Regions from separate parts of the Mus musculus genome. Here all the other regions are linked to region 2. A link is a contact called in public HiCAR-type, HiChIP or PLAC-seq and promoter capture Hi-C data. All regions are on one chromosome and are shown on one strand. Each heading gives the region's core, a stretch centred on a gene start, on an enhancer-like site or on the middle of the called end of the contact. The rest is flanking DNA. Distances are from core to core; before and after follow the strand shown. Region 1 holds the start of Jarid2 (jumonji, AT rich interactive domain 2). Region 2 holds the start of Rnf182 (ring finger protein 182). Region 3 holds the start of Gmpr (guanosine monophosphate reductase). Region 4 holds the start of Mylip (myosin regulatory light chain interacting protein). Region 5 holds the start of Dtnbp1 (dystrobrevin binding protein 1). Region 6 overlaps Jarid2 (jumonji, AT rich interactive domain 2). Region 7 overlaps Dtnbp1 (dystrobrevin binding protein 1).

Region 1 (2,953 bases), core at 133-2,632, 1.1 Mb before region 2:
GCTATACTGTGCACAAAACAAACCTAACCATCACAACCCAATCTCAGAAACCCAGTTTTCAGGGAGAAATTATTCGTATTAACATGCATTCACTCAGGCACACATATACTTTTACATGAGCTATGTTTTTCCCCTCAAACTAGAAACCATGAATCTTTAGAACCAAAACCAGCCTCTTTATAAAAGTCAATACCAATAAATGCATTCCCAGTAACATGATTCCCAACTGGGTCATGTTGCAAGCTAGATAAGCCAAAAGGGCCACATATATTAAATGATGTGCCAGTGCTAGAAGATCGCCATAATCGTACTCTGGATTGCAACTTAGCTTCCAACACACATACCTTACACGATTTTCCAAATAACACTAATAACAGGCTCATTTGTATGCAAAGTGCAATATGGGACCAAATCCGCCCGAGAATGCAGTTAGATCACTGCGGGGGCCCCCACACACAGAACCCCAACCTCCACCAAAACCCCTTGCCTTTCACCAAAACTACATCAACGTTGTGTCATTCGAGGTCAATTTATATACTTGAGGTATCTCTACACCAGTCTGTTTTCTCAACCAAACTAGGCAGACACGACTTTGCCTGAAAAGCCCTTTCGGAAAAGAAAGAGCTTTATCGGACGCTGTTTAAAACCTTTCAGCTGCAGAATTATCTATAAACTTGACATTCACAACCATCGCTTAAAACTGCAAGCCAAAGGATGTGTTGTTAAGAGCACTTACGTATTTCTTCTGAATGATATTCCTCTTGGGTCTTTCCTTGCTCATTCTGAGATCCAAATGCTGATTGCAAAAGGGGACAATTGCTTCATGAATTTAAAGCCGTCAGAAATTTGCAAAAAAATATCCTGGTGGTTTTTATTGTTGTTGGTGGTGGTTGATCTTGTAATCCGACTTTTCTTCCTCTTCCCCCAAAACCAGATTCGCCTTGAAATAAATCCGAAATTGAGAAGGATAAAAGAAAAAATATAAAAAGAGCCAAAGACGAGCGAAGCAAACAAGAAAAATTCACTTTAGTAAAACACTCATAATGGAAAATTTCCCCCGAAACATACAACAGACACAAAAAAAGAAAAGAAAAAAAAAGAAGAAAAAAAAAAAAACCGACGCCCTTCACTCCCCCCCTTTTTCTTCCAAAAACTACATCAGCGAAACGTGAAGGTCCTTAGTATCTGATCTGTAGTTACATCTTGAAGAAGAAAAAAGGAAAAGATAAATTTAAAATGTTGGAAGTCACGTTTGTGCTGCAGCAGCAGTGCGAGCAGAAGAGTCAACTCCAGCGGCGGCGGTGGCGGCGGCAGCACCACAGCGGAGGGCTCGCCGAGTCTCTTTTTTCCAAGCCCCTTAACCAATGAGAGAGAGGCTAGCCAGCCCAACTTTAAATGGACTCTGCTTTTATACAAGTTAGGGCTCCTCGGCTAATTCGCCACCTCCCGCCAGCCGAAAACTCCCACAGCTGAGCCCCCCGCACGCCTGCCTAACCTCTGCCCACAAGCCCCGGCCCGGTGCGGAGAACTCCCGCAGCCCCGTCGACGAGACCCCGGAAAGGCCTCCACGAAGCCTCTGCGGGCCGCCCGTCAGGCGCCTCTCCCACGCCGAGCCCAGTCGTGGAATTGAGAGAGGCTCCCTAGCTCAATGCATGGCACGCTCGGTCGCTCCACCTCAGCCCCTTCCCCCCCCCCCCCCCCACCCGCAGTCCGCTCACCCAACAGTCGCCGCATGCAAACCTTCGCCACTGCCCTCACGTCTACCTGCAGCCGGGCAGCTGGGTACCAGTGCCCCAGGACGCCCGGCCCGGGGGAGAGCCGCCTATTCCCGGGGCACCTTAGAATAGTCCCCTTGATCTTCTGGAAGTTGTAGTCCCTTGACTACAAAATGGCTATGGCCACGGAAGCGAAGAACTACAATTCCCAGCGTGCCCCACGCCTCCTGTCACTCAACTCCCTTTTCCCCGATCGCTTCCCCCTCCCCCTTCCCCGGGCCCTGCCAACAAACGCTTGGACGTGTCCCGCGTGCGACACTGCTAGAGGCTGGCTCGGGATTGGCCCGCGGAGCGTGTGGTCCGGGAGCGAGGAACTCCCCACGCCGGCCCCGCCCCCCAGTCCCCTCCCCGCGGGGGCCGCCCTCCCGGCCCGGCCCGGCTCGGCCCGGCCCCGCGCGCCCCGCCCCGCCCCCACCCCGGGCGCGAACCGCCTGTGGAATCGAGGAATCGGCGCGCGAGAGCGCGCCCGCGGGCCCGCGAGGGCAAGCCGCCAGGCTTCCCGGGGGAAAGGCCTCGGAGCGTGGCGGCGGCGGCGGCGGGGGGCGGTGTCAGCGAGGGGTTGGAGCGGGTCCTCAGCCAAACTGGGCCACGCACCAAGAGGGATCCTCGCTCGGTGCGAACTCGCTGATCGGCAGCGCCCGCTTGCTTCAGCCGTTGCCGGCGGTGTCACCTCAGGACAAGCGCCCGTGTGCCGAGCAAGCGGGCGGCCGCTCGGCCGCCGGGGTGGTCCGAGGTCACGGCTCCAAGCCGGCCCGCGGCCGCACGCGACCCCACGCGCGAGGCAGACGCGGCTGGGGCAGCCTCCCGGCGAAAGCTCGCGGCCTCGTGGTCGCCGGCCCGCGTGCCCGCCCCTGTCCCCGGGGCCGACGCGACCCTAGGCCGTCGCCGGTGGCTCCGAGGTGAAGCCCCGCCGTCCCTGGAGACGGTGAAGGGGGTCTTTACCCTCAGGACTAGGGCTGTCCGCGACCGAGACTCCCAACGCCGAGGTGAAACCGTGAACGGAAAAATGGAGACCGACCCCCCAACACAGGCAGCCCGTAAGGAAGCGTCTCGAACACTGAGTGCCCGAGAGCCCAATGGTCTGTGCCCCGCAGCCTTACCTGCCCCAGCCCCTGCCCTGCCCAGGCTCGCCAGTCGCTCAGATCAATGGATCGCAGGCCCTGCTGTCGCTCTCGGGG
Region 2 (3,121 bases), core at 137-2,636:
TACAACTTAATCAGGCGGGTAATTTTCCAGTTATCAACACAGCATCTGTCCCCAATTAATAAAATAACATCTGCACATGTATAATATCCTTAACTGATCACCTGTAACCCGGAAAAGCATGTTTTCTTTCTCTCATAATAGTACATATCATTTCTAGTGCTCTCCCCCCCCAAAAAAGTCTTCACTATCACATTTAAAAATTTTGTGTGTGTGTGTGTGTCTGCAACAAACTATCACGAAATGATCTGCTGGCTTGTGGCCACTGAAAGGGACTGGTACCCACAACTTAAGCAGTTTCCTATCAGGTATCCCAATGCCCTTGGCAACTGCATCTCAGTCCTTGCCAGCACACATAAACACTGATGCAAACACTGCCTGGACACCTGCCTCCGAGGATGCTTTGGATGGCTCCCTTGCATAAAAACACAAGGCATTTTCCACTTGCCTAGAGCGTGAACACAATATCTTCCCAAAACAATAGCAACGATGTCTGTGCCAAGTATCTCCCCAACAAGGTACTGGTCCAGCTAACAGCTCTAGAAAGGCTAGAAACGAGCCCGAGCACTCTTTCCCACCATGCAGTTCCAGATTCAGATCCAAAACCCAGAGGAACTCCAGATACCACTTCTAAATGCGTGGACCACAAGCGTCAGAAGGAGCTGACTTTTCAAAGATTTGTGTTAAATTTAAAAAAGAAGAAGAAGAAAGAAAGAAAGAAAAAGAAAGAAAGAAACCTCTCATTTGCTCCTTGCACCTCCTATCCTATTCTGTAAGGAATTAACCATGAAACACAAAAGTCCTGGGGTAATTTTGTTTCCTTCTTTTCCTCCTAAAGGCGAAGGAGAGAGGTGGAAGGAAAAAGAGACACCTGGCAGGTGGGTATGGCTCGGCCCGCCCCTCAACTTGGTCGGGACAGATCAGGCGGTGTCGAGGGCTCTGCGCCCGGAGCGCGGCCCGAAGTTTGCTACGGGTGCTGGGCTCCCGGGGCTCCGGGAGGCCGTGACGGTGGGTGGCATCAGGGTAGCCCCGCAGGGCATCCGGTGCACACCCCGCAGCGGCTGGACCCCGCGCTCGGGGGACCCTTCCTGGGCCGCGCGGACTGGCGCGCGCCTTACCTGACCAGCGGCGGGGGCCGTGGGAGGACGGACTGGAGGATCGATGGGAGGATCGAGAGCCACTCCGGCGGCGGCGCCAGGGATTGAGGGAGGCGCGGCGGAGGAGGAGCTCGGGAGCCGCGGGCGGGCGGGCCGCTTTGTCTCTACGGCGCACAGCCGACCCTACGTCACCATGGCAACCGCCACTGCCGGGGCCGGCCGAGAGCCTGAACCCCTAAGGCACCACGGTCCGGGACCCCGCCAGCCCTGAGACCCACGCCCTTCTTCTCAGCAGTTGGGTAGTGTGGAGGAGACAAGGACCCCACCCCCAAACACCCGGAGCCACTGCCAGTGTAGACACTCCCGAGTCTCAGAGTCCCTTGCCAGAGACAGGAAGGCTCCAGAGAGCCCTAAGCCCAGAGCCAAATCTTATTGCAGTGCAGGCTCTGCTTTGCTTTCTTACTCTGGACATTCCAAAGCTCTAAGGTCCCCGTCACCACCACATCTTTCTTTTATGAAGCTCTGCCCTCGAAACGGAAATTCACTTAAGGGAGAAGAAAGGACAGTACAAAGTGATAAACTATCACTTTGAGCAACTGGTACTCCGTGCTCCTGTTGCGGCTGCTGCATCAGACACCACCACCACCACCACCACCACAATCACCACCAACCAACCGCAACCTTTGCCTCTGCTGCATTTCTGGTCTCCCACAATCAAGCCAAGCACCTGCCTTGCCAGGGGCTCCCGTGGGAGGGAAAGGGAGCCTTGACTTCTGATGATAAATACGAGATGTTAAACCGCAACTTTTACACACAGGCTTCAGTGTGAATGTGAAACACTGCCACACTGCTTAGGGACGGATTACAACTGCTAAGCATCCACCATGGGCACCAAGTGACAGAGCCACCGTCTAGCTGCATACTGCCGACCTTGACCCTTAGGAAAGCAACTAGGCTCCCTTGGGAGTCTAGATAGCCTCTCCTGAGGAAATTTTTGGAGAAAGAGGGAAAAGTACCAGCAGGCCTTGGGTCATGCTTTTTTTTTTAAAGGACAGAGCTAGAGGGCAGCTCCCCTGGGTGAGTCACTCCTCTATACTATGTTTTCTTGAAAGTTCAGTGACTAAATCCAAATTCTACAGTGTCTTCCTTTGGACCTCAAGAGCAGGCCATGGACTGTCCTGGCATTTGTGAATCACCAAAGAAGTCCCATTAACATGCTAACTAACCCCCTGGAGAGCTATTGTTTTCTGGGCTTTCAAGCTGTCTGAGAAGGACACACCGAAACAACAGCATTACTGAAAAACAAAACAAACAAACAAACAAAGACGTTACCGATAGAGGAGGCTCCATGTATTAACTTATAAAAATAGAAGGTCCATTTTATGTACTAAAATGAAAGCATTTCACTCCTAAGGAAGGTTGCCTACTTTTTTTTTTTTAAATAAAAAGATCAGTAGGTGGGGGAGGGGGGGTGCACGCCTTTAATCCCAGTACTTTGGAGGCAGAGGCAGGCAGATTTCTGAGTTCCAGGCCAGCCTGGTCTACAGAGTGAGTTCCAGGACAGCCAGGGCTATACAGAGAAACTCTGTCTGGAAAAACCAAATAAATAAATAAATAAATAAATAAATAAATAAATAAATAAATAAAAGATCAGTGCTTCCAGATGAAGTCAAGAGAACGAAATCTTTCTGTCACGCCATTAAGTCATTTGAAGATATGTATCAAAACTCAAAGTGCATGTATGTTTCTCCCAGCTATCTGAATCTAAGAAATGTTACACAGAAACCCATGAATAGATAATGAGAGCTATGCAAGAGTGCAACATACCCCCACTTTTCTACCAGCAAAAATTTAAAACAAAGTATATGTGGACCAACAGTGATCTGGTTAAATTAATTTGGTACGGTTGCACTGTACCAAATGTTGCCACTAAGAATAAATTTAAAAATAAAATAAATTAAAAATAATAAAACATACAATAAATACATATTCAACTTCCTGTTGAAAGAACAATGTTGTGGACACCT
Region 3 (3,003 bases), core at 157-2,656, 1.9 Mb before region 2:
CCAGTTCTGCCTCCAAGCTGCCAATACCCCTGCTTCAGGAAAGTTCTACTCTCTCATTGGCTAGCCCAGAAGGCAGTCCTAATTCATACCAACCCTCAGCTGGCAGCTGCAGGCACTGCAGTCGGGCCTGGGCACCGGAGCGAGTTGTTTGCTGAGGGGATTTATTTATGGTCTTGTTTGTTGAGCAAAAGGGATGGGGCGGGCAGGCAGGCTTAGCTTCCCCCAACCCCCGCCCCTGTCCTTTCAGGCTCTTCCTCCTGAACTCCCCCCAACAGAGCCAAGCCACGGTTCAGGAACAACTCCACCAGCGAGCTCCGCCTTTCTAGAAAACTATTTATCCTTCAAGGTCTGACCTCGGCCGTCTCCCGTCTCCACCTGTTCCCAGGCGCTCATCTTATCATGGTACAACTAACTTCCAAATGGCCCAAATGACCCTCACCCCAGCGCTGTCCGCTTGCATTACTCTGGGCTGGAACTGCAAGCTGTCCAGTACCGCAGAGTGCCACCAAAAAGCAGGTCCCCAGCTCAGCTCCTGCAAGACCATTTAAACTCAAGAAAAAAAAAAAGAAAGAAAGAAAGAAAGAAAAGAAAAGAGAAAAGAAAAGAAGTGCCTGCCGGGAGCGCCCGGCTTTTCCGCCCGGTTCGCAGACACAGGACCTGATGCTAAATCAGCAGAGGCAGGTCCCAGCGCCAGGAAACACTGTTCCAAATTCCAAGCTTGAATCTGCAGTTGTATTTCCCTTCCTTTCATCCTAGCCCCACTGTTTCCTCTCCTCCCCGGAGCGCCTCTCCTGAGACCATTCCTTTTAAAGTCACTGGACATTCGGTTGGTTGATCTTAGCTCCTCTGTGTCAGTGTGAACTTCCCCAAGCCCACCACCGGTAGGCAGACGCATTTATAATTCCAGGCCCGAACTAGCACCCCCTTGTCACTGGCCCTAACTAGAGACAATCCAGGTGTAAGAGAAAACCGACTGGCCTTCCCCCTTTCTCAGGTGGGGGAAAGGGTGTGACGCCCCTGCCTCGGGCACAATTAAGGCACCCTGTGCCTCCCTTTGCACCCACTTCCCCCTTGCCAACCCGAAGGCGGTATGCCAGCGGCCCCACCTCGGATCGGCTCTTGAGGCTGCTCCGCTTAGGTCGCAGCAGAACATCCTTGAAGTCGAGTTTAAGGTCCGCGTCTATGCGGGGCATGGTGCTAGCGGTGCGCGGTAGCTTCCTGCGGCGGAGGCGGTGCGAAGGCCGGCGTCAGCCGGGAGCTGCGGGGCGCGTGCGTACAGTGGCGCCCGGGTGGCTGTGCGCAGACTGGTGCTCCGCGAACCCGGTGCGCACGCCTTGTTCTTATGCCCGCGCACCCGGAGCCCCCAGCTCCGTTCCCCAACGCCAGGCGCCCCAAGGGAGCGCCCCGCCCCCGGCTTCCAGGTCCCGCCCACATCCCGGGTCTCTGAGCTGAGCCCCGCCCCGGGCCCAGTTCTCTCTGCCTAAGCGCCCCCTCCTTCTGCTTGAGTCTAGCAGTGAGCCTGGATTCTGCCATGCAGCACCCTAGAGAGCTCTGACCTGGGCTGAGCTGCGAAATGGGTGCGGATTAGACTTGCACAAAGTCTCCCATTCCCCGGGGTATACCCTGATCGTACTCATAGGGGTGACCAAAGGAGAAGGTTAGGAGACCAGAGAGTACGTTTTGTTTTGTTCCGTTTTGTTTAGGACCGGGTTTCACTATGTAGCTCTTGCTGTCTTGGAACTCACTATGTAGACCAGGCCTGCCTCAAACTCACAAGAGATCTGCCTGCCTCTGCCAAAGACATGAGCCACTAAGCCTGGCTGTAGAGTATGGCCTTCATATGTGTTCCAAAGTGAATTCCCAAACCCCCTCTAAGGAGGGAGAAGCAGAGAGCTCACTGACTTGGTCCAAAATGATAGTCAAATGCTTAGCTCCTGCTGAATGCTGGCAAGGTAGACAAAAAGATTGCTGGAGATCAGAGCTCACATGCAGGATTCTTTCGGAATACGTGAGAAAGGGCCACCTTCTTTGGCATATACCCATGATTACATATCACAGACCAAAGTCAACCTCCAGGCTCCTCTGGTAACACACATTTGTAAGAAATGTCAAGGCCCCTGTGATAGAGAGCCTTCTTGTTCTCACCTCCCCAACTCACCCTCCACTATGCTAGTTCCAAGGCTGTTCCAGCTGACCTGCTCTCCCACCTCCTCCTTGTAGAGGGTAGGAGTCTCTCATCATTTTTGCTATTCTTCTCCCCCCCCATTATTTTCTCTATCCTCCCCACAAAAAGCCTATCCACAACCAGTCTTCTTTTCCTCTCTGCTCTGGACTCCTCCAGGTGCCTCTGGCTGTTCTTTCTTTCTTATCTACAATAAAAAGTGTGGTGGTTTGAGCAGGAATGGCCCCTATGGGCTCCCATATTTGAATGCTTAGTAATCAACCTGTGAACAGTGAACCTTTTTGAAGAGATTAGAAGGATTAGGAGGTGTGGCCTTGTTGGAGGAAGTATGTCACTGGGGGGTGGGGGGTGGGCTTTGAGGCCCAGGGTCATTCCATCTGCTTGGCATGCTGTCTGGCATAATGGTAATGGACTAAGCCTCCAAAACTGTAATCGAGCTCCAAAGAAATACTTTCTTTTATAAGAGCTGCTTTGGTTGGTCCTTCACAGCCACAGAACGGTGACTAAGACAAAAACCTTCTCCAGAACTAATGAAAACTCACCATCCTGGAGCTTTCTTTACTGTGCCCTTACTTACAAAAGGCTAAAAGTTTTGGCTTCCCTAATTCCCCTCTCAGTGTGCCCACCAAGTGTTGAGACAGGCCTCCAGTGTGCTCAAGAAGAAACCATTGGGTGATTATCCAAAGAGGGGGTGGGTTTGAGACTGTGTCAGTCAGTGGCAATGAGCATGACCAGTGTTCCAGCTAAAGCAGAAAAGTGTGTATGTGTGTGTGTGTGGGGGGGGGGGGGGGATGAACACAGGAGCAGAACAAAACAAAACA
Region 4 (2,965 bases), core at 40-2,539, 1.8 Mb before region 2:
AAACGCAGCCCTCCAGTGGAGGCTTGGCCTTGCTTGACTATTTCTAGGGTCTGACCAATGGCACAGGGAAAGGGGTCCCCCCAAAACAGACTTCCCAAAAGGCTGAGGTAGAAGAACACACAGGGTGTTTTATTTCTTATTCCAATCGCTGGAATTCCCCCCGCCACCCCCCCCCTCCGCCCCGCAGCACCATCTGCACAGCTGATTTGGCAGCGTATTATCTGGACAGTTTTAACCATCTGGATTCCAAAAACACAAACGCATTGAGGAAGCATGCTACAAGTGTCAGCTAAGCTTTACAAGCGCCTTTCCAAACAGCTCAGGTCCACAGGTCTCGTAGACACAGTATTTCAAGGGGTCAAATGGGCCTGCCAATATCCATTAGGCACACCCCGTTAGGAGCCTTAGTCACCCTTAAGAAAACACACGTGTAAAGACCCCTCAAGAAGGAGGCTGCCTGCAGAACCGTCCCCCGCAAATTACTCAATATACTCTGGATCCCTAGCAAGCCTAGAGTGTCAGGTGAACAGTCCTTCTGAGAAGCGGCTTGAGATTCGGGCCCACCTGATCAGCTAGGGAGCCCCGGGGCCAGCGACCGCTTGCAACCATCTCATCCCGGGACGCGGGTGGCGCTGCCGGGCTTTGCAAGGACTCCACGGGAGGCATCACACACACACACACCTGCGGCAGGTGTGCCGGGCCACCTTCTTTAGAGAAAAGTGCCAGGCTAACGGACAGGGTGGAGGTTCCCAGCAGTGTTCTGGTCTCCGGGCCCCGGATCCCCCACCGTAAGCGTCCTCTATGCTCCCCCCGCCCCCCCCCCACCGCACTCTCCACTCGCGGGGAGGAGGAGGAGGCTGGAGCCTGGCGTCCCGGGAGCACTCCACGGGCCGCTGCTGCAACGTCGCCCGGCTCCCGGGGAGCATCCCCGAGCCCCGAGGCTTCCCGGGGACAAGAAGGGATCCCCTTTCCGATCGCCGCCCTCACCTGGTTGAGACAGTCCTCGCCGTTGGCTTTTGCCTCCACCTCTACCTCCATCAGCACCGCGTCCGGCCTCGTCACATAGCACAGCATGGCTGGGGCCGCCGCCACCGCCGCTTCTTCTCGGGTGTGCGCCGGAGCTGTCGCCTCACCGCAATTGCTCCAAGTCGACTCCGGGCTCCGTGAGGAAGGTGCAGCCGTGCGGCCACCCGCCCTGCACCCCACGCAGCCGCCACTCGCGTCCCCGCCACCCCCACGACAGCCAGTTCCCGGGAGCTACACGGCCGCGCCGCTCCGACAGCCCTACTGCCTGCGCCGCTACAGGCACGCGTCTTTTATAGAGGCCCCGCCCCTCCGGCACCGGACTCCGCCAATCACAGCGTGCTTGCCCCTCCTCCCCAGCTCCGGCAACCAATTCCCAGTCTCGGTGGGCTGAAGCCCCGCCTCCCGGCACCGCCTGTGGAGCTGCGGGAGGTGGGAGCCCATCCTCTCCCCAATCCCCAGCACGGTCGCGGCCTCTGCCACTGGGCGACGCTCCTCCCAGCCCGCTGTCGCCCGCAGCTCCAGGGGACGCCTTTCTGTCCGGGTTTGAGAGAACTGTGATCAAAGGCTCCTGTGATGCTACGTTGCTACTACGGTTCTCAGGACTCCTGCGTGGGGTTACTCTAATAACCAGGTGGTTTGTGAAAGCCAAAAGAGAAGCAAGCAAGACAGAGAGCCTAAAGAAGAGGCTTTTCCGCTGGCATTTGCCACCGTGGGTTGTCAAAAGAAGAATCTAAGTAGAAAAGTTTTTGCAGCTGACCCAATATAAGCCGGTAATTTGATCCAAGCACCATTCTTATATTAACTCGTGCCAAGGGTTTCTATGTGTGGGTTCTGCTACATTGAAACACCTTACCAAGTTATGTCACCCAGCCTATCTCTCATCCAATTCGTTCACTATACACCTGGTACACTCCCTGCCCTTTCTTTCAGACACCCAGATGTTACCCCATCTTAAAGATAACAGGCTCATCTCAGGACCTAGCAGGATGGGAATCTCAATACAAGAGATTAGTGGTTAAAGGTGTACAACCTTCATATTTTTACCACCTGTTTCTCTTGGCCTATACTGTCTTTTTTGGTTTCTAAGATAAGCCGGGAGATATGGGTTTCAGCCTTGGATCTTTGGAAAACTCCATCTCTCTGAAGCTCAGTGTCCTCGCAGAATGGAGACTAGCTATTTTTGGACACCCCCTCCTGCAAGCCGCCCCCCCTCGCCCCAGCACCGCTGGGAAGCAATCTAGCCATCCCTGCCTGCCAATGACCCTATCTCTGTGCCGTTTGTTTGCTGTGCGTTTAAGACGAAGTCTTGCTGTATAGCTCAACCTGGTGGTGCACCTCGTACTTGGGCTCAGTGATATTTATTTCTGACGATGGGGAAAACATCGGAGAAGGACTGGGATCTTAGCAGAGCCCTCGCGGAGAGAACTGTTCAGTCTTTTGGCTTTGTGTTTCAGGAACACATGGTACAGTTCTCGAACTGCTCCAAGTCCAGTGTAAGCTTGCATTCATCCACCGGTCTACTGCTCATTCCTTTCCTTCCCGGAAGCAGGTCTGGCACGTGTACCTGGGAGATAACATTTAGATTATCTAATCTGTGGCCCATCGCTGGAAATTTCACCATAAGGAGAGGAGGCAACATGGAAATTGGTTGTATTGCTTAATATTTTTGAAAGGCCAAAACTTAACCAGCTTAAACAAGGGGGAACTTAGGGGACAGATTTGGGGAAATTCCTAGATACTGGGAGTAGAAAGGAGCTGAAGAAGAACAAAAATAAACAAACAGAATAAACAAAGACAAGACAAGAAACAAAAACAGAAACATTTCTATTTAACTATCTTTAAAACTATCTTACTTTGGGGTTTGGCAAGGATTTTTTTTAAATGGCTTTCTTTCATAGAAATGATTCTATATTTATATTTTTAATATGAGCAGCTAAAT
Region 5 (3,185 bases), core at 658-3,157, 1.4 Mb before region 2:
GTAAGGGAAGAAAGATTTATTTGGGCTCACGGTTTAAAAGGGTACAGTCCACCAGGAGAGAGAAGACACAAGAGTCCATAGCAGGAGTGTGCAGCTGAAACACCTCATGCCACCAGGAAGCCAGGAGAGACAAGAAATGGGCCAGAGCTATAAGGCAAGAGTGCCTCCCCAAAATGACACAATCTCCTAGAGATTCTACAACTTCCCAAATCAGCTCTCTAAGCTGGCACCTGTAAGAAATTAATAATAATAATAATAATAATAATAATAATAATATAATGGTTAAATTTGAAAAGTGCTTTGATGCTCATTTAGAAATGAACAGAAAACACTATATGCCTGTTGTTACCCTCTCAACTCAACAAAAGAGGTTAGAGTAGAAAATTACTAACAGCACAGCTTGCCTAAGGACCTGCAGATGTGCTAAGGTCACATGGCTGGTCAACTTTAAAATAAACGGAATGTGAAGTGCAGAGATGAACACAGTCACAGTCTTTGTTGAAAATAGACAAATATAAGCAGCAAAGGAGATGAAAAACTTAGGGGAGAAAGATGGAACCCAGATGATGCACAAGACTGGATCCTCCTGGTTATTCAAACAAAGACTAAAGGGGAAAAGGGCCCTGCTTTGGGGTTGCAAAAGCTGTTCTCGATGCTCAGCGGGCCTGCCATTCTGGGCTGGTGCCTGGCTTTGCCAAGTGGCAAAAATGAATTGCCACACTTACACTACTCCAAGTCTACGGGGCTCTTATTATGAAGTGAGGGTCCATATTTCTCACACAAGAGAGTTCAAGCATATAAATCTGTAGAAACAATTTACGTGCAAACCCTAGCAGGAAGCTAACTCCTCGATTCTATTTTGATACAGCTAATGAAACACATGACTAATATTGATAGAGAAGCTGAGCTCCTGATACTGAACCTCTTATAACCTTGACCATCTTGTCATTTAAAAAAGAGGGTGTCACCCTGGTAGCCAGTCTTAAAGCAAAATGAATCCTCATTTTGGAAGTCTGCACTCAAGGAAAAAAAAAAGCATGACTAAATATCCAACTTCCTAGCTCAGTAGTCGTCTTTCCTGAGTAGAAAAGGCTCGGAGTGTTTTAATCCCCTTTTCCACGTGGAAGGGCTGGGGATGTCACCCACTGCCAGAGTGCTTGTCTAGTATGCCACAAAGGATGCTTGAGATGTCCCGGGGACAACGCGGTGAAACAACTGAGAGGAAAGGAAGGGGGCAAGCAAAAACAGAGGAGTACCCTACAATAGATGACGGCTAGACTAGCCCAGGGAAAGTGCATAGAGAGGAGGAGGAGTCTGTGCACGTAGTTTTGGGACAGAAGGGATGAAAGGAAGAAAAAAGGTGAGCAACTGCTCTGAGGATAACTGAAAGGTTGAGAAAAGATTGACGCACAGAATAAAGAGGGTTGGCTCAGTGGGAGAGCCTTGGTATGCAAGAAACCGAGTTCCACCCCCACAAGGGGGCAGAGGAGGGGAAACATGGCTTTGGCAACATGGAGAGATGAAGGGCACAGAAATTTGACGGGGTCAGTCAAAGATCTAGAGTGGGCAAAGTAAGGGTTTGGAGACAGGTGATCATCACCGACAAACCCCAATACGGAGTACCAAAGCAGTGTTGTTATAGGGAGGCGCAGCCACCCAGGAGATTCCCGCAGCGCTCTTCCGACCTTCGAAAGCCAACCAACCCTTCAACTAAAGGATGCAGGGGCCTGAAATCATCCTTCCAAGAAGCAGTCATAACCTTGGAGAAGGCCGGCTTCCCGCCCTGTCTGCAGAGCGGGCGAGCGCGCTCGCGAAGGCCCCGCCCCTCGGCGCCGCGCGAGCCTCCCCTGAGCGCCGCACTGCGGCTGCGCCGGCCGGGCGCGCGGAGGGGGGCGGGGACGCGGAAGGCGCGGCGGCCGGGGAGGCTGCGGCGGCGGCGGCGCGGTGAAGCGAGAGCCGACGCGCGGGGCGAGGGGACGCCCGACGGCGTCCGAGGGCGCGGTGGCGCGAGGCCTGAGGGAGGGGACGCGATGCTGGAGACCCTGCGCGAGCGGCTGCTGAGCGTACAGCAGGATTTCACCTCCGGGTGAGTACGCGGTGGGCGGCCGAAAGGGCTCCCCCACGCGCGTGGGCGCGGGGCTGCCGTCCGGTCGGCGCGCGGAGACAACGAACTTCCCGGTGTCCCGGCGGCGGCACCGAGTCACTTTGGTCGCAGCGGGAGGGATGCCCTCCTGCCCTGTCGCGGGGCAGCTCTGCTTGACGGGGCAGGATGGTCACGTGAGAGGCTGTGTCCTCTGCTCTGGAAGCCCGCCGGCCTACCCCGGGGCAGGACTCACGGGCCCCCGCCTTCCCCTCCTCTTTCAGCGGGGACACCGGGCCATTCGGCCCGATCCTTGACCACCCCTTCTCCGGCCTTCTCTGCCTTTACCCTGGTTTAACACCGTGACGGAGGAGCTGGGCCCAGAGGGACAGAACTGGAGCGGAGCTGTTCACACCCGGAGTTGCCTAAACTTTGGACGCCCCCGGGAACCTTTCGCAATCTCCTGGCTCTCGCCCTCTCTGAGCTTGGGTTAAGCTGGAATGTCACGGGATTCCGATGTGCTACAAAGTCGGGGAACTTGAGTGGGTACCAGGCTGCCTAAAGCACTATTGTAGGATTTTACCTCTTAACCTGACTGCGAGTTACCGGGTCTCTTGTCTCTGCTTACTGTACTGTAAGATAGTGATGGTGCTTATCTCGCTCGCAGTTTAATGGGACTATTAGTGGCTGTGTTAAATAGGCAGGAAGCACTGTTTGTATGGCTTTTCGTTTATAATTCCTTTTATTGCTTTACAAAAAGTCACGTTGTAAAGAATCTGCCATCCCTCTGGTTTGTTCAGGCTTTTGTTTTGAGACAGCGCCTCACAGATACTTTACCCTAGATCAGACTTGAACTGGTGGGAATACTCCCTGATTCAGCTGCCCCAATGCAACGTGATTTCAGGCATCCACCACCATCCCCCCCTGCTGGTCTGTCATATGTTTGGCGAATGTTCCTGATGTGAGGGCACCTTTGTCATAATGCTATACTTTAATAATTAATGGGAAAAATGACAGCCGATCTCCCATCTCGTGGAACAAAAAAACTGCTTTATACCATTTGCCTGTTGAATAGTAACAAGCTGTCAGATACTTGAAGGTGTCC
Region 6 (2,941 bases), core at 392-2,891, 1.2 Mb before region 2:
TATCTACTGAAGCGACTAGTTTTTCCAGCCTTCAGTTCTAGTGATGGTTCCCTTTACAAATGGGGAAAGAGGCTCCTTATGGTATACAGTAAAAGGTTCGTCATAGAAAAGTACAGGCCTAGTATAATGACACGACGCCTCTGGTGTGTGTTTAAATCTGCTAACATACAAAACAGCAATGTGAGACACTATTGAGAGGTTAAAGACAATGACTAGGAGAAGTTATTATACAGACCCAACATAGACCATATGCTATTAGACACCAAGGAAAGGAAGGCAAAACCAGAATTTGAGCTATGCATCTCAACTTGCAAGCACAAATCATGGCTAATTTCCTTCACCTAATTTTTCTCTGTACTTCATTAAAGATAGACATCTAAATTGTTTCCAAAGGGTCATTATAGTCAAGATGAATCAACCAAGAAAAGAAGTTCAAACCAAGGGAACTTTTTCCTTTTAAAATATAGTCATAGGGGCTAAAGAGATGCCTCAGCAGTTAAGAGAACTGATTGTTCTTCCAAAGGTCCTGAGTTCAATTCTGACCACCTGCATTGCAAAATTATAGTCATAAAGATCAAATGCAAATTTAAAAGTAAATTTTAAAGGGGGTGGACAATAAGACATAAAATAGGGTGGTTGCTAGCAAAGAGATCTTTAAAGACCCAGTTGGAACCGTTATGTAATTTCACTGCCACAAATCTTAAAATAGCATTAGCCTACCTACCACCTTACTGAACTATCTTAAATTATGTAGAAAAATCATATAAAAACAGTTTGGTTAAAATCAGACATATTAAGGTTGTAGACAGTAAATTAATATTTTCATGACAAGAACAATTATTTGCTAATAATACCACAGGAAGTCTCTATCATTTTGGGAAAGAAATCTCTTCAGAAATGACAAAAACGCATTTAATACAGATTTCAAAACAGCTGCTGATTAAGAATAAATTTGATGGGCTCATGAAATAATTCAGCTGTTAAGAGGATTGGCTGCAGCAGGGCAATGGTGACGCACGCCTTTAATCCCAGCACCTGGGAGGCAGAGGCAGACAGATTTCTGAGATTGAGACCAGCCTGGTCTACAGAGTGAGTTCCAGGACAGCCAGGGCTATACAGAGAAACCCTGTCTCGAAAAAAAACAAAAACCAAAAAACAAAATAAACAAAAAAAGAGGGAAGGGGGGATTGGCTGCTATTCCAGGGGTCCTTGAGTTCAATTCTCAGTACCACATAGTGGCTCACAACCATCTGTAATAATATCGGATTCCCTCTTCTGGCCAGCATGGTGTCACAGGCAGGAACAAATTTCACCCGGGCCATTAATGACTTTTATCCATCTTTGTTTTTGAGGATTGTTACTGGGAAAGCTTTAGTTCTGACTCCTGTGGTAGATTCACACTTGCTCCCATGTGGCAAGCATTAGCAACTGAATTGACAGTCCCTGCCCCATGATGTATTTATTCACTAATGCTTGGGTACTAACCTTTTCCTCGACGGCCCTTCTTCAAAATCTGAAGAACTAACATCGTTGCTAGTAGAGGACACTTGGGAGGCATCATCCTTCTCGTTCTCTGACTGCTCTGAGGCTGGTCCTAGTGCCTTAGCCTGGGCATTACCAAGAAGCCCTACAGGTGAGAAAAGGGACAAACACTTAAACACATTACATCAGAGCAGCACTTTTCCTTCTACCCTGTGCCCAAGCTGACAAGGACAGAAAACTTACATACACATACAATCCTTTAAAGGGGGTAAGAAAAATTAGCCTCACTCCATAAGAGAATCAAAAGCTTAAGAAGGAAACAATTAACAAGGAAATTCAAGACAGACAGGCAGGCGCACGCGTGAGTGCTGGGGTGTGTGTGTGTGAGAGAGAGAGAGAGAGGGGGGGGGGGGGGGAGCTGGATCGGGTTTTGATACAGAGAAAGGATCTCAATGCAGTCTGACCTGAGTGAGTGATCCTATTGTTTCAGCATCTAAGATGCTACCTATTAGATAGAGACCTGACTAAAGTACGTTTTATTTTGAACATCTCTTGTGCCTCAAGGCTAGAAAAGATGTGACAATTATCATAAAAACCCAATGAGTCATTTCTAAATAGCTACCAACTGGTAAATATTTACTTTATAACAAAAATTGACCAATACCAGCTACCCACAGAAACATCATAAACACATCTTAGAGGCAAACTGGAAACCCAAATAGAGCCCTTAACAACGTAGCTTGTACCCAGTCTTGTCTCAGACCTAGTCAAAGAACAATTGCTCTCTAGATCTGAAGTCCTGATGCGTATATACACACTACCATGGATGCACTCCTGTGGACACAAACATGGAAAGGTCCACCACAGGATCCCAGAAGCAGCAATCACCAAATATAACAGCAGAAAGGATTAAATGATGTTAATGGTTCCTAATTTTGCCTACTTGTTTCAATGTTCTTTGCAAATCTAAAAAAAAAAAATTGTATATTTATCCAAAATATCATTTCTATTAGCAGTACATTGGCACACCAATACTGGAATTATACAAATATGATTTCCAACACCATTAGAAATGTGACTGGGGCCCTTCCGCTCCACTCGCGCCCCGAGGTACCTTGCCAGCGGAGGCGCCCACGCAAGGGCCCACACAGGATTCCCCATGGGATCCTAAGACCTCGGGTGAGTGGAACACAGCCCCTGCCCCAATCCAATCGCGCGGAACCTGAGACTGCGGTAAATAGGGAAGTGGACTACCCGGGCCTGACCTGGGGCACAAGCCCCTTCCGCTCCACTCGCGCCCCGAGGTACCTTGCCAGCGGATGAGCCCGACACCCGCAAGGGCCCACACAGGATTCCCCACGGGATCCTAAGACCTCTAGTGAGTGGAACACAACTCCTGCCAGGAGTCCGGTTCGAACACCAGATATCTGGGTACCCTCCCTGCAAGAAGAGAGCTTGC
Region 7 (2,955 bases), core at 193-2,692, 1.4 Mb before region 2:
ACAGACAAATAGTTAAAAGTTACTTAAGGATTAGGCATCCATGGTAGTTTTCCGAAGCTAGACTTCTAGTGTTTTCCTTTTAATTCCTATTATTGCGAAACAGTTTCTAGTCTTTAGATTGAACTCTTAAGAGTAATGGTTTTATTTAGCAGTTTGATTTGTTAAGTGAGCTGAGTGAGACTTCACTTCTCTGCTCAGGGTGCATTTCCTGTGACAGGAGGGGAGGTTACAATTTCTGATTATCATCTTTGGTGCACTAATTTGTTTTGGTCTTACACAAACAGCCTGGTCTCTGTCTTTTTTTTAATCCATAAAATGTGTCAGACACCACTTAACTTTGCTTAACAAGCAAGCTTGTTCAGATAGACTGAATGAACTGTAGAGTTTTATGCTATGTTAATTAGTTTCATTGCTCTGACAAAATACTTGAGCTAATCAGCTTATTAAGGAGAAAGGGTTTGCTTGGCTATCATTTTGCTTTATGACTGGTCCTTTTGCTGTTGGTTAGACAGTGTGCCATGTTGGGAGCATTTGGTGGAAGAACTATGTTCATCTCACTGTAACCCAGGAGTCTGTCACCCAGAGGAGGAGCCTGGAATCCCCATCCTTTCAAAGACATGCCCGTGGTGGTTTAGCTTTCTCACGCTTAGCCTCACCTATGAAATGTTCCACTGTCTCCCAGCTACTCTGCATACACTGTTAGCTTGCAAGCCTTTGAGGAACATAGAAGATGTAGTTTTTGTAAGATAATATATCTAAATTGCTTAACCCAGAGTCGGGCTTGTAGCAGATGCTTAGTGTGTTGTACCATTGTATAATCATCTGTGATGGTTTGACAGTTGTTCACCCTCACATTTTCTTAAATTAAAATACTTTAGTGTACTCTGCTATATTCTTTCTACCTAAAAACTTTATGTCCTATATAAAGAATGTAATTTTTAGTTTTGTGTAAAGTTAGAATTAATAAACCATTTTTAAGCCTTAATATTTAAATATGCTGTGCTTTGATTTTTGGTAAGAAGTAGTTTTTGTCTAAACCTTAGTTATTTTAGACTTTTCAAGTTATCTAATGAACCATGGTATGATCTATAATGCCTTAAAAAAGATTATGCTGTGTACCAGACAAAATATTTTAACTTCTTCTCAAGTTAGCAAGTAATTACCAGTAAATCACTTTTTTATTTGTTTCTGTGTATTTGCTTTTTGTTACTTTTTTGTTGTTGTTTGCTTTTTGTCTTATTTTTCCTAGGTATGAATTTTCCAATGAATAGTTTCCTTAATAGTAGAACATACGTAGAAGATGTCAGCTTATTTCTGACCTTGGAGTCTTTGGGTTAGATGTCTGATACAAGAGCAGTTTGAGGTCTGCTGTACAAATACTGAGTTCCTTCCTCTTCTAAGAAAAACCAGCAACACAAGTGGCACTGTCTTCAGTGTCACTGCCATCTGTAGACCATGGAGGGTTGCTAAAGACAAACTGGCCGGGCCTCGGCTCGTTGACTGACTGTGTGCTTGAGATGTGGTTTTCCTGAGCCCCGCTGGTCTGTGTTGCAGCTGGTGGACAGCGAGGTGGTCATGCTGTCTGCCCACTGGGAGAAGAAGAGGACCAGCCTGAACGAGCTGCAGGGGCAGCTGCAGCAGCTGCCCGCTCTCCTGCAGGACTTGGAGTCTCTGATGGCAAGCCTGGGTAAGTGTGGCCTGTGTGTGAGAGCAGTTTCAAAGCCCTCCAAGAATTCATCAATTCTCAGCTATTGCTTTGAAAATAATAGTGCATTCTTATTGTTATATAGAAATGTATTCATTTCTAAAATTTACCACTAATGCTTTCTGCCTACAGTAAGCTAAGGAAATAATTTTAGTTTTGTTGCTTTGTGTGTGTTACCTATTTGCCTATGTCTGCCCAAATGTTTGTATGCATACAGGTGCTTCTGCATATGGAGGGGAGTCAAGTGGGGTGGGGGTGGGGGTGTTGTTCCTCCAGAGCTCTTGGGATGTTTCATTATGACTTTGAAACAGTATCTCTCATTTTGCCATGATACTCACTGGTGAGGCCAGCCAATGGGCCCCAGGGATCTGCCTGTTTCTGGCTCCTTAGTGCCATGATTAGAAGCAAGATATTTTGCTTGGCACTTTATGTATGTACTGGGGATCCAACTCAGGCCGATCTTCTTGCTTAAGCTACAAGCATTTTGCTGGCTGAATCAGCTTGCCAGCCTTTGTTGATCTTTTTTTAAAATAACTCAAGACTGTCATTAGGTCTTTTGTTTAAAAGTGTAAGTTGAATGAATGAATGAATGAATGAATGAATGAATGAATGAATGAATGAATGAATTGGACTTACAGTAACTATCCTGGCCAGAGGATGTCCTCCAAACATTGCTTTTAGAATTTAGGCTTTCAGAAATTCATGTCTTACAGTATGTTTTTACCCTTCAGGCGATAGACATGAGGTCAGATGAGTTCTGCTGCATTTGAAGTTTGTGGAAGTTTGTTTTCTTCATTTTTCATTTGGATGGGTTTATATTCAGAGAATTATCTGTTGTGTTTGATGCATGTACACATGAAGGTAATATTGTGGGTCACTGCTCTCAAAGGACAAAATTAGAACAACGTAAAGATCACAAAATGGCTTTACTTTTTAAATTCTAAATTGTAATTTATTTTAATTCTAAAATAGAACACTATTAGTTTACTAGTGCTTTTACAGACAAAAAAGAAAGTAAGGAAATACAAACAAAAATTAAAATGTATTAGTCATTTCAAAATTATTTTGCCAGGCAGGGACAGGGAGGCAGGTCCTTGAATTGCCTTACTAGGTCTAGCAAACAAAGCGATAGGTTTCATTATGTTATTTCCATATCTCGTACTATGCTTATATCTATCCTTACGACTGTCGTTCTGTCCTTCCTTCTTTCTCTGGAGAGAGAGACAGGAAAGTGTAGCATATTTCCTTTC

Evidence for each region. Promoter capture Hi-C pulls out the DNA fragments that hold promoters and counts their contacts. HiCAR-type assays count read pairs that join an accessible place to other places. HiChIP or PLAC-seq counts read pairs in DNA pulled down with a chosen protein or histone mark.
Region 1: a contact with region 2 is called in a HiCAR-type map of astrocytes, with 4 times the contacts expected there. The contact joins the promoter of Jarid2 here to the promoter of Rnf182 in region 2. A contact is called at or near these places in 6 of 39 promoter capture datasets (the 3T3-L1 cell line, cranial neural crest, hippocampal neurons and 3 more), 2 of 484 Hi-C or Micro-C datasets (embryonic stem cells and ventricular fibroblasts), 11 of 115 datasets of contacts at active chromatin or transcription factors (astrocytes, bone marrow-derived macrophages, embryonic forebrain and 8 more) and 1 of 9 other capture datasets (pancreatic islet).
Region 3: a contact with region 2 is called in a promoter capture Hi-C map of cranial neural crest. The contact joins the promoter of Gmpr here to the promoter of Rnf182 in region 2. A contact is called at or near these places in 7 of 39 promoter capture datasets (cranial neural crest, frontonasal cranial neural crest, hippocampal neurons and 3 more), 1 of 115 datasets of contacts at active chromatin or transcription factors (embryonic forebrain) and 1 of 9 other capture datasets (adipose tissue).
Region 4: a promoter capture Hi-C map of cranial neural crest shows a contact between it and region 2. The contact joins the promoter of Mylip here to the promoter of Rnf182 in region 2. A contact is called at or near these places in 2 of 39 promoter capture datasets (cranial neural crest and liver) and 1 of 115 datasets of contacts at active chromatin or transcription factors (astrocytes).
Region 5: an H3K4me3 HiChIP or PLAC-seq map of embryonic stem cells shows a contact between it and region 2, with 9 times the contacts expected there. The contact joins the promoter of Dtnbp1 here to the promoter of Rnf182 in region 2. A contact is called at or near these places in 5 of 39 promoter capture datasets (embryonic stem cells, hippocampal neurons and stem cell-derived epiblast-like cells), 1 of 484 Hi-C or Micro-C datasets (Th1 cells), 6 of 115 datasets of contacts at active chromatin or transcription factors (embryonic forebrain, embryonic stem cells, forebrain and 2 more) and 1 of 9 other capture datasets (embryonic stem cells).
Region 6: an H3K27ac HiChIP or PLAC-seq map of embryonic stem cells shows a contact between it and region 2, with 10 times the contacts expected there. The contact joins the enhancer-like site here to the promoter of Rnf182 in region 2. A contact is called at or near these places in 8 of 39 promoter capture datasets (the HPC-7 cell line, cranial neural crest, embryonic stem cells and 4 more), 1 of 484 Hi-C or Micro-C datasets (common lymphoid progenitors), 8 of 115 datasets of contacts at active chromatin or transcription factors (astrocytes, embryonic forebrain, embryonic hindbrain and 5 more) and 1 of 9 other capture datasets (liver).
Region 7: a contact with region 2 is called in a promoter capture Hi-C map of the HPC-7 cell line, with 9 times the contacts expected there. The contact joins the enhancer-like site here to the promoter of Rnf182 in region 2. A contact is called at or near these places in 11 of 39 promoter capture datasets (the 3T3-L1 cell line, the HPC-7 cell line, cranial neural crest and 7 more), 1 of 15 datasets of contacts at CTCF or cohesin (large pre-B cells), 7 of 484 Hi-C or Micro-C datasets (B cells, CD8 T cells, the HPC-7 cell line and 4 more) and 4 of 115 datasets of contacts at active chromatin or transcription factors (embryonic forebrain, embryonic hindbrain, embryonic limb bud and 1 more).

What each region holds. Positions count from the first base shown.
Region 1 is chr13:44,729,700-44,732,652 of GRCm38.p6, reverse strand. It overlaps Jarid2 (jumonji, AT rich interactive domain 2), which reads right to left and starts at 1,382. Exons shown (of 18, transcript NM_001205043.1): 1 at 737-1,382. The coding sequence starts at 781.
Region 2 is chr13:43,614,062-43,617,182 of GRCm38.p6, reverse strand. It overlaps Rnf182 (ring finger protein 182), which reads right to left and starts at 1,386. Exons shown (of 2, transcript NM_183204.4): 1 at 1,116-1,386.
Region 3 is chr13:45,505,847-45,508,849 of GRCm38.p6, reverse strand. Gmpr (guanosine monophosphate reductase) reads right to left here and starts at 1,406. Exons shown (of 9, transcript NM_025508.5): 1 at 1,107-1,406. The coding sequence starts at 1,193.
Region 4 is chr13:45,388,066-45,391,030 of GRCm38.p6, reverse strand. Mylip (myosin regulatory light chain interacting protein) reads right to left here and starts at 1,289. Exons shown (of 7, transcript NM_153789.3): 1 at 988-1,289. The coding sequence starts at 1,074.
Region 5 is chr13:45,000,818-45,004,002 of GRCm38.p6, reverse strand. It overlaps Dtnbp1 (dystrobrevin binding protein 1), which reads left to right and starts at 1,907. Exons shown (of 10, transcript NM_025772.4): 1 at 1,907-2,086. The coding sequence starts at 2,031.
Region 6 is chr13:44,846,966-44,849,906 of GRCm38.p6, reverse strand. It overlaps Jarid2 (jumonji, AT rich interactive domain 2), which reads right to left. Exons shown (of 18, transcript NM_001205043.1): 3 at 1,486-1,627. Among named protein-coding and RNA genes, the nearest start is that of Jarid2, 120 kb to the right of the region's middle. Within about 2 kb of position 1,641, at least 4 of the 459 cell types and tissues checked have an H3K27ac peak or open chromatin away from gene starts, as enhancers often do. A contact at or near this core is called in embryonic stem cells, where this site is marked.
Region 7 is chr13:44,981,473-44,984,427 of GRCm38.p6, reverse strand. Dtnbp1 (dystrobrevin binding protein 1) reads left to right here. Exons shown (of 10, transcript NM_025772.4): 5 at 1,555-1,687. Among named protein-coding and RNA genes, the nearest start is that of Dtnbp1, 19 kb to the left of the region's middle. Within about 2 kb of position 1,442, at least 43 of the 459 cell types and tissues checked have an H3K27ac peak or open chromatin away from gene starts, as enhancers often do. A contact at or near this core is called in CD8 T cells and the HPC-7 cell line, where this site is marked.